Linked DNA regions of Mus musculus: regions 2 and 3 are each linked to region 1. A link is a contact called in public Hi-C and HiChIP or PLAC-seq data. All regions are on one chromosome and are shown on one strand. Each heading gives the region's core, a stretch centred on a gene start, on an enhancer-like site or on the middle of the called end of the contact. The rest is flanking DNA. Distances are from core to core; before and after follow the strand shown.

Evidence for each region. Hi-C and Micro-C count contacts between places; a contact is called where the count stands out from the background. HiChIP or PLAC-seq counts read pairs in DNA pulled down with a chosen protein or histone mark.
Region 2: a contact with region 1 is called in an H3K27ac HiChIP or PLAC-seq map of neural progenitor cells, with 7 times the contacts expected there. The contact joins two enhancer-like sites. A contact is called at or near these places in 3 of 15 datasets of contacts at CTCF or cohesin (the NIH/3T3 cell line, large pre-B cells and pro-B cells), 10 of 484 Hi-C or Micro-C datasets (the G1E-ER4 cell line, bone marrow-derived macrophages, cerebellar granule neurons and 6 more), 11 of 115 datasets of contacts at active chromatin or transcription factors (astrocytes, embryonic basal ganglia, embryonic stem cells and 3 more) and 2 of 9 other capture datasets (embryonic stem cells and liver).
Region 3: a contact with region 1 is called in a Hi-C map of cerebellum, with 1.8 times the contacts expected there. The contact joins two enhancer-like sites. A contact is called at or near these places in 1 of 15 datasets of contacts at CTCF or cohesin (CD8 T cells), 11 of 484 Hi-C or Micro-C datasets (8-cell embryo, the G1E-ER4 cell line, the HPC-7 cell line and 7 more), 6 of 115 datasets of contacts at active chromatin or transcription factors (craniofacial prominence, embryonic stem cells, neural tube and 1 more) and 4 of 9 other capture datasets (adipose tissue, embryonic stem cells, liver and 1 more).

What each region holds. Positions count from the first base shown.
Region 1 is chr10:25,218,215-25,221,000 of GRCm38.p6, reverse strand. Akap7 (A kinase (PRKA) anchor protein 7) reads left to right here. Exons shown (of 8, transcript NM_001379238.1): 7 at 243-390. Among named protein-coding and RNA genes, the nearest start is that of Gm25016, 47 kb to the left of the region's middle. Within about 2 kb of position 1,445, at least 17 of the 459 cell types and tissues checked have an H3K27ac peak or open chromatin away from gene starts, as enhancers often do. A contact at or near this core is called in cerebellar granule neurons, cerebellum, neural progenitor cells and 2 more, where this site is marked.
Region 2 is chr10:25,022,612-25,025,397 of GRCm38.p6, reverse strand. All of the region lies in intron 2 of Gm47715 (a long non-coding RNA gene), which reads right to left. Among named protein-coding and RNA genes, the nearest start is that of Gm47715, 24 kb to the right of the region's middle. Within about 2 kb of position 1,332, at least 52 of the 459 cell types and tissues checked have an H3K27ac peak or open chromatin away from gene starts, as enhancers often do. A contact at or near this core is called in cerebellar granule neurons, cerebellum, neural progenitor cells and 2 more, where this site is marked.
Region 3 is chr10:25,081,764-25,084,549 of GRCm38.p6, reverse strand. No RefSeq gene overlaps it. Among named protein-coding and RNA genes, the nearest start is that of Gm51762, 4.5 kb to the left of the region's middle. Within about 2 kb of position 1,424, at least 24 of the 459 cell types and tissues checked have an H3K27ac peak or open chromatin away from gene starts, as enhancers often do. A contact at or near this core is called in cerebellar granule neurons and cerebellum, where this site is marked.

The sequences.
Region 1 (2,786 bases), core at 196-2,695:
GGCTTTAAATACAGCCCTCCCCAAGCCTAGAGACTTAAAACCAAAACCAAAACCAAAACCAAAACCAAAACCAAAACCAAAACCAAACAAAAAACCCAACAGTTTTGTGGCATCTATTTTCAAGTGCTGGGAGGCAGTTCTGAATCCAAAATGTACTATCAGGTTCTGAAAGATTGATAGACGTATGATCTGGCTGCCCAGTGAAATGAGTGCCTGACATGGATTTGTTTTGTCCTTTCAAGGGAGTGAGAAAAATCGAGCCTGGATTGTATGAACAATTTATCGACCACAGATTTGGAGAAGAACTATTGTACCAGATAGATCTCTGCTCCATGCTGAAGAAAAAACAGAGCAATGGTTATTACCACTGTGAGTCTTCCATCGTGATCGGTGAGTTCTGTTGAGAACATCGTTCAGTACAGTTATTCATTATTTCTTGACATCACTTCTAAAATAAATATTTCAGGTTACTTGTGTACTTTTCAATTCACTGCAGGTTTTGTTTGTTTGCTTTGTGGTTGTTGCTGTTTTGTAACACCGCAGCGGAAAAAGTGGAGAGAACTTTTCTCTCCGCCTCTTAGGTCTTGAAATGTCCATGGAAATTTGTTCCAGTTTAATTTTATTTCATGGGCATAAAGAAAACACATTCTTCAGGGCGCATCACGTGGCCACACTGCTCCCCAGCTGGCCTTAGCATGGTAGCTGCTATTAATAATGGCTAGTGACCGGCTCCGGAAATTTCACTACGGGAAGAAGAAGTATAGGTGGCCTGTGACAGTCAAGACTTTGTTGCTTCTCTAAAGAAAACATACTTGAGGGGAAGCCAAGACCCACACAGAGATGGCTCGGTGCTCATGCGTGAAGGCTCCTGCAGGGTTCGATGAGACCAACCCGTTAGTTCCCAGGAGGAAAGTGTGTACACAGGAAGAAACTTCCCTTAAGCAGGCAGCTGCCATCACCTGCCTTCTGGAAGGTGGGTACGTTTCGCAGGAGCCTGCCCTGTGGGACTCAGCTGTACTGTTTCTAGCGAGACACCACTGCCAAGAAGTGAACTTGAAGACAACCTGATTTACATGCCTTTAAAGTAACATGAAGATATATATATATATACACATTTGTAAATATTTCAAGTTCTTCGGCCAAAGTGATTTCTCACCATCTCAATTAAAAGGATCTATTTGTATCCTAAAAGAACCATCATATAACTGAAGTTTATCGAAGGTTTTTAAAAAAATGTTCAAGAGGCAATTTTATTTTCGAGTCCTCGTTACAGAGTGTGACAGACATCATCACCCCAAAGGTCCGTTTTAAACTGAAGATTTAAAGTGGAGTTTGAGTTTTGAGTTTCACATCTGAAACCCTCCTCCTATTTCAAGGAGGATGTTCATGCTTTCAGAACCCGAGCAGGGGCCCTCTTCTGTCAGGTTCAGCTGACTTTCACACAGAGGGGCGATGCAGATCCTCTGTGCAGTGTGGATTTTGGCGAGTTTTCCAGGTTCCACTGTAACTAGGTTAGAGCAACCTCAAAAGGGGGTGTGGAGCTTCATTCGCTTCCAGCTGATTAAGACAATGAAAAGGTCGGATTTTATGGAAGATCCTGAAATTTGCATTATAAAACCTATTGTGTACATCCGACCAGTGGCCAGCAGGGGGCTCTGTTCCACCAGCTCCAGCAGGTTTTCTGCATTCCTGTTCTTTTGCAGGCTGGTCATCACATTTCCTCCACTGTAGAGAGTGTTTATCCATCCTCCATCTTCTACTGCAGAGTGACCGTTTCATCTGCCCTGACCAATTCTGATTTTTTTGTACCATTTAACATTTAAACTGTATTTTGTTTATTACGGATACTTTATTTTTTTCTACCTATCTCGTTTAATTATGACAATATGACTTTTAAAATGATGCCTCCTTCTAACGTAATTTATTATAATTAAGTGTAATCTAAACTGGAGTTGCCCCCTTTTCTTTGCGTCTATGCCTGCATAGAGGCCTGGGTCTCTCCTCTGTTACTCTCCACCCTGTTTTTGAGGCAGTGTGAGGCTGGAGCTCACTGGTTGTAGAGTGGCTGCTGAGCGACCCACCTGGATCCTCCTGTGTCTCCTTCCGCAGCTGGGTTTGCAGACGCTCTCTACCACGTCTGGCTTTCTGGTGGGTGTTGGGAGTTGCAAGTAAGGTCTTCATACTTGCTACTTAGCACACTTAGATCTTCCCAGCCCAGATCTGCTATGCATCTCTATAGCATCATTGCTATTCAGATAAAGAGTAGCATGGAAATCTGGGCGTTAAAACTGTGAAGCAGGGATTGGATTTTAGGAATATATTATTGCGCTAAAGATCTTTGGCTATTCCTCCAGCTTGGTAAGTGTGTACTAGAGATTACACATTGGCAGCCCTACCTTCTGTATTTGATTAACAAAGAGCTTTGATGATTTGTTTCATAATTTGAGCACTTATTATAGTTTGAAGATAAAAGTCTCTTATTGGGGTGTGTGTGTGTGTGTGTGTGTGTGTGTGTGTGTATGTGTGTGTGTTTGAATACCTGATCCCCAGCTGGTGGCACCACTTGCGAACACTATGTGACCTTTTGGACAGTGGCTCTCATCCTTCCTATTGCTGTGACTCTTAATTCAGTTCCTCATGTTGTGGTGAGCCCCCACCACCATTATTTATAACTGCAATTCTGCTACTATTTATTATGAATCATAATGTAAAAGCCTATGTTTTCTGATGGTCTTGAGTGTCCCCCCCATGAAAGGGTGGTTAGACCCCTAAGGAATCCATGACCC
Region 2 (2,786 bases), core at 83-2,582, 200 kb after region 1:
TTTGAAATGTTTCAAATTTTCATAATAATAATGTCCCTTTTTTTTTTCTGTCTCATTTTAACTCACGACTCCAGTGTATAATGACTCCAACTCAGTTCCTAGGGGCTCCAACCAGTAACAACTACGAAACGACAGGGAACAAATGCTTATAAATGCTTACTCTTGTAGGACGAATGCTGACCCAGTAACAGGGCTTGAATGGCCTGTTCCTTATAGGCTCAAACATTTGAACACTTGGTCCGGAGCTGGTGGAAGTCTGGGGGAGGTTTAGGAGGTGTGGACTTACTGGAGAAAGTGTGCCACTGGGGTTGAGTTTTGAGAGTGGATAGCTTTGCTTTCTAGTTCTTTCTCTCTCTGCTTTGTGCTTTGGATTAAAGCAAGGGATCTTTCAGCTTCTTTCTGCTGCCACGCACACCTGCTACCACACCCACCTGCTACCACGCCTACCCGATGCCATGCCTACCTGCTACCATGCCTCTCCACCATCATGGACTCACCCCCCTGGAATCGTGAGTTCAAACACACTTTAGATTCCAGAATCCTAGTGTTTCATTGCAGCAGCAGAAAATTAGCTAATGTGCCTTTGAAGACCTTTAAAGATTCTCTGGTTAGATTAGATGGAGTCGTTATGTACCAAGAACTAAGCTTTACATAGCAGAGATGTTCAGGGAGCAGTAGTGTACAGGAGTCTGCTGTGGAGGGTGAGGGTCAGTTACATTTTCTGAAAGCGTCAGAAACTATTTAATAGTTAAATGGCCTTTAAAATAAATTTGCAAAACTTAACTATCCTTTAAGCTTCAGCCTTTAAATCCTGCGTTTCTCTTGAACACTCTTTCTGTTGTTAATAAAAACATCAAGTTTCCTATCTTTACTGTAACCTTGGTTTCTACAATTCACCTCTACACAGCGGATCTCATGTCATTATCTTACCAGATCTTTGTCATGAAGAACTATTTTATTTATTTTTGCATCCTTCAAACCCTTCTGAAAATGACTTGGGCATTCTAAGGATCCAATAAGAGTGTACTGTATTAAATAAAATAGATTATACTTAATGCCACTCTCCTAAACAATCTTGTCCCAGCTCTTGAAATGTAAATGTTCACTTGCTGCTTAATTGGGAATCAATGTTAATTTAGAAATGTTAATTTAGAGTACTGATCAGAAAAACAAAAAGGTTGGAAAGAGACCGGAGACCCCCTTTTTTTATTCCATCAAAAATGGACACTACTCTTTTCAAAGAGAGCTATAAATAAACACCCCCAAACCACTCCCTGAAAGAGGCACTTGGTCTGGCCAAGTGCAGCCTTGAATGTTAATTCTGTTCTATTGAAAGCACCTGGGCTTCAAAGACTTCTCCAGCATGGCTGGCACAAGAGCAGTTTTATCTTCCGCTCCGGCCTTGGAATGACCCAATTCTGTCACTTTAGTGGAACAAATAGTTAGAAGGAAGTTAGTTGACAGAGATAAAAAGCACATGTGGTGGTGGTGTTGGGGACAGAAAATCTCAAGAAAAACTTTAGTAGGGCATTTCCTTGGGACCGTGTTAGTTTGCAATGAGGTAGCAGCTATTGCTTTGAACTGGGTAAATTCAGGCCATTCCTTCTGCTTGGTTTTAACGTTCAATGTGGCTCAGAATCATGCCTGAAGGCCCATGCCACCGAGGAGGTAAATGTGTCCAGTAATCAAGAATGGAGCTGGCACCCGGTGAGGAGGCTCTGTCTGCCTCTAGACTGACGTAATCCTTATTTTTAGGAGCATTACAGCTAGTGTCCTGAAGCAAGCCAATTAGACATCAACACTACTATAAAAGTGAGCAGAAATTAATGGGAATTTTTTTCTGTTACCAATAACAAGTCTTTCCCCCACCCCCAACACATACCTCCTAAATGAAGATCAAATCATTATGCTTATCTTGGGGTGCAATGTAAATTTCTTTCTTCTGTTTTACCACAAAAAGTCTCATTTGCCAATACCAGAACATTTGTATTTGCATAAAAGTATCACAATACACTGCAACAGACTTTTAAAAAGTGCTCTGCCAGCTTTCTGCTCACCAGCATCCCTGCCAAGAACAATTAGTAACACCAAATAACATATTACTAAGTATCTATTGGAAAGCACCAGCAAGCTCCCAGAACATCTGGACAAAGGAGGTCACTGTCGTGAGCCCCATATTCCTTCAGATTGACCTCTTATGACACTGGCCAGTTAATGAGCAGCACTGGGAAGCAGAAAACAGAAGAGACTGGAAGGAAACAAAAATGAACGTGGAATCTATTGAGGTCTAACCTCGGTACCCCAGCATAGCTGTAGCCATTTTGTTCCATGCCTGCGTAGCTATTTCATATTGTTGCTATAATATGCCTGCCAGTCACTGACACAGAAGAATAACTTGACTCAGAGCAGGGTCATCCTGATCACATAATCTGTTATTTTCTGTGTGTTTTGTATGAGGGTCATTAATCTTAAGAAACTCCACAAAGCCTTTTGTAGGACCCATCAAGTTAAAGGTCAATATAAACTGCTATGCCCAAAATGGCTTGAGTCAGAGCTGAGCACTGGGCAGCACTTCCTTCACCTGTGTACGAGTTCACTGTGACTTTTGTGAATTTTATTTTTCTTTATAAGCTGACGGAGAAAGATACTCATTGTCATAGCTCAGATTCTGAGTTATGCCCCCGATCCAACCAGTATTAGGGTGTGCATTCAATAAACCATCCCTATCTGACTGAAATTGGTGTTAATATGGTTTATGAAGTGACTCATGGACCGCAACAGAATTC
Region 3 (2,786 bases), core at 175-2,674, 140 kb after region 1:
TCATCGGAGCCACTTTTAGTTTTCAGATCTTTTTGTGTGTGTGTCATGGAAACACTTAAACTTTGTTCTTAAAGGCTGGTGAGATGGTTCAGTGGCTGAGAGCACTGGCTGCTCTCCCAGAGGTCTCAGGTTCCTATCCTAGATCCCAGCACCCATATGCTGGCTCACAGCCCTCTGTAACTCCATTCCCAGGGGATGTGATGCCTTTTTCTGACCTCTGGAGGCACTGCATGTATGTAGTGCATAGACATACAATGCAGGTAAAATATTCCATGCACATAAAATAAAATAAATCTAAATCTATTCTCTTTGCAGTCGTAAAGTAGAGGCGACATTGTTATTAACTAAAGACACTGTGAAATGACTAAATTATTCCTCCTGTCTAAATAAAATATCCTTTAACCAAAATGTCCTCATTTTCCTTACCCCCAACAAGTCCCAGCAAAGACTGTCATTGTCAACAGACCATGATATAAAGAAGCACAAGAAGCAGGAAAGTTATATGGAGGTCTTTCTTGACATTCAGAGTGAAGACAATGTTTATTTAAAACCAGGATCCTGGCTTTCGTGAGGGGAATGCTGTGTATGTTAGAAATCTGTACTGTGGTGGTATGTGAACAAGGAACTTTACTTTTTAAATTTTTTATATCTATCTATCTATCTATCTATCTATCTATCTATCTATCTATCTATCTATCTATCTATCTGTCTGTCTATTTGTCCGGAGACAAAACTGAAAACATGGGAGAGTAATGAGCAAAGAGACGTTCCCTCTGAGGGTTTTGTGCATCCAGTTTCTAATGGGCCACTTGCTCAATCAAAGCAGCAAAATTACCCCCATTCCCTCTTGGGTTGGCTGACAAGCTTCCATGTTTCCCTATTAAAATCTGAGCGGATGGGAGCTCCTACTCTGCAGTGCCATTTTGACCACTTGACTGAATTCCTGTCAGTTCCCCTGGCTGTATACATCTGTAGCCCTCTTAGTTTTCCAAAAAAATCAGTAGGTTTGACTCAATTCATTAAAAAAAAAAAAAAAAGAAATGAGAGCTGAAACAAACAGCTGGATTTATTTAAGACACTTCTTTTTCATTTCTACTTGAAGTAAAGTTCTCAGCTGTTGAAGGCCAACATAAACTCAGTCCACAGGTTACTGCCCTAAGTCACCAAAAGACATCCTGGAGTCTCGGTCAGCCTAGTGATTCCCTGAAGTTGGCAGGGAACCGAAAAGTGCCAGCTTCATGCACAGAAGAGGACTGATGCTTCAGGAGAAGCTGTGACCGGCTCACATAGAGCCCAGCAGGAGGATGCCGGGAACAGGGTTCAGACATTGTCAGCTGCCATTCTCAACGCCTCTTGGTTTCTCTCCATCACACTCTGCCTTCTTGGGCAACCACATGGATCTCATTTTCCAAATAGGAGGAGTGTGACGGCACGCTGTGAGAATATCTGTTGACTGTGAGAGAGCCGTGTTTGTCCCTGCTGCTCAGCTACCGCTCAGGTTAATCATTTTCTCAGCAGGAACAGTGCTGCCCAGATAACCAGAGTTTGTTTTTTATCCCCTGAATCTAACATAGCTGTATCTATGGATACGATCCAAGGTACGTGCAAGGTAGTGATTAAATTCTCAGCCTACTCAACAAATATGTTTAATGGATCTAGATGATTAGGATATTCATCATGAAAAGTCGAAGTAGACTGGGTCTCCACCCCCCACTGGATTTAATGATTTTAGTCAGAAAAATCACTCACAGGAAATTTGAAACACAAGACCCTAAGGAGGGATGTTAGAAACCATGGAGGCCCTTTTGTCAATGAGTCAGCTCAGCCAAAAAGTCAGAGAAAAGCCTGACCTGAGGGAGGACTGAGTTGAGAGCTGTGAAGTAGGGGAAAAGGAAAGAGGTACAGGGTTGATTTGATGTCTGCTTACTATAGGGATTATATGTAACCTTTGGAGAACAAGATAAATGCAGTTGGGCACAGAGAGCCAGGGAAAATGTGGTTGGGAGCAAGACCAGAGCCTGGCTCAGTTTCTGGACCATGCAGTGAGTTTTCAGTGTCTGTCTTGGTCCTAAAGCAATAAGCATATATCAGCAATGGGTTAGAGCAAGCATCTAGTGGAATCAAATTATCCTTACATCATGTAAGTAACTTTAAAAGAAAACCTTATTTTAAAATTAGGTTATGGACAAGTTTTTGTTTAGACTGTAGAGGATATTAAAATAAATTGTACAGCATTATCCAATATGAACATCTTTATGAAAGGAAGTGATATTGATATATTAAGTTATATTAAGAGCAAAGAAGCAAACAGAACAACCAAGGTCATGTCACTGCCTAAGGATAAAGTATCGGAAAGAGCCAAGGCCAGGCACAGATCTGCACTGGAAGGGGATCCAAGGACTCAGATAAAGTTTTCAGAATACGTAGGGTTAGCCTGGTCTAGGAAACGGAGTACTGAGGCTTGAACAGAGTCCATGGCCTAGAAGGAGAGGGGCTGCTCCACGTGAGTGGACCAAAGCACAGAGATGATGAGCCGACACGTGAGGCCAAAGCAGCCTGGAGATCTGGCTTTGTGAGGCTGGGATGTGTTACTCACATTACATTATTTTTCTAGACACAAATTAAGGAGTATGCCAATACAATCTGAACGTACACGGCCTCACAGAGCAAAATCCACCAACTACATAATTTGTTTCTGTTTCATTCTGGTTTTGTTTTTGGTAAAGTTTATACTTTGAAGATTAGACTCTGAGTGAACTTCTGAAAGCTAACACACACACACAGGG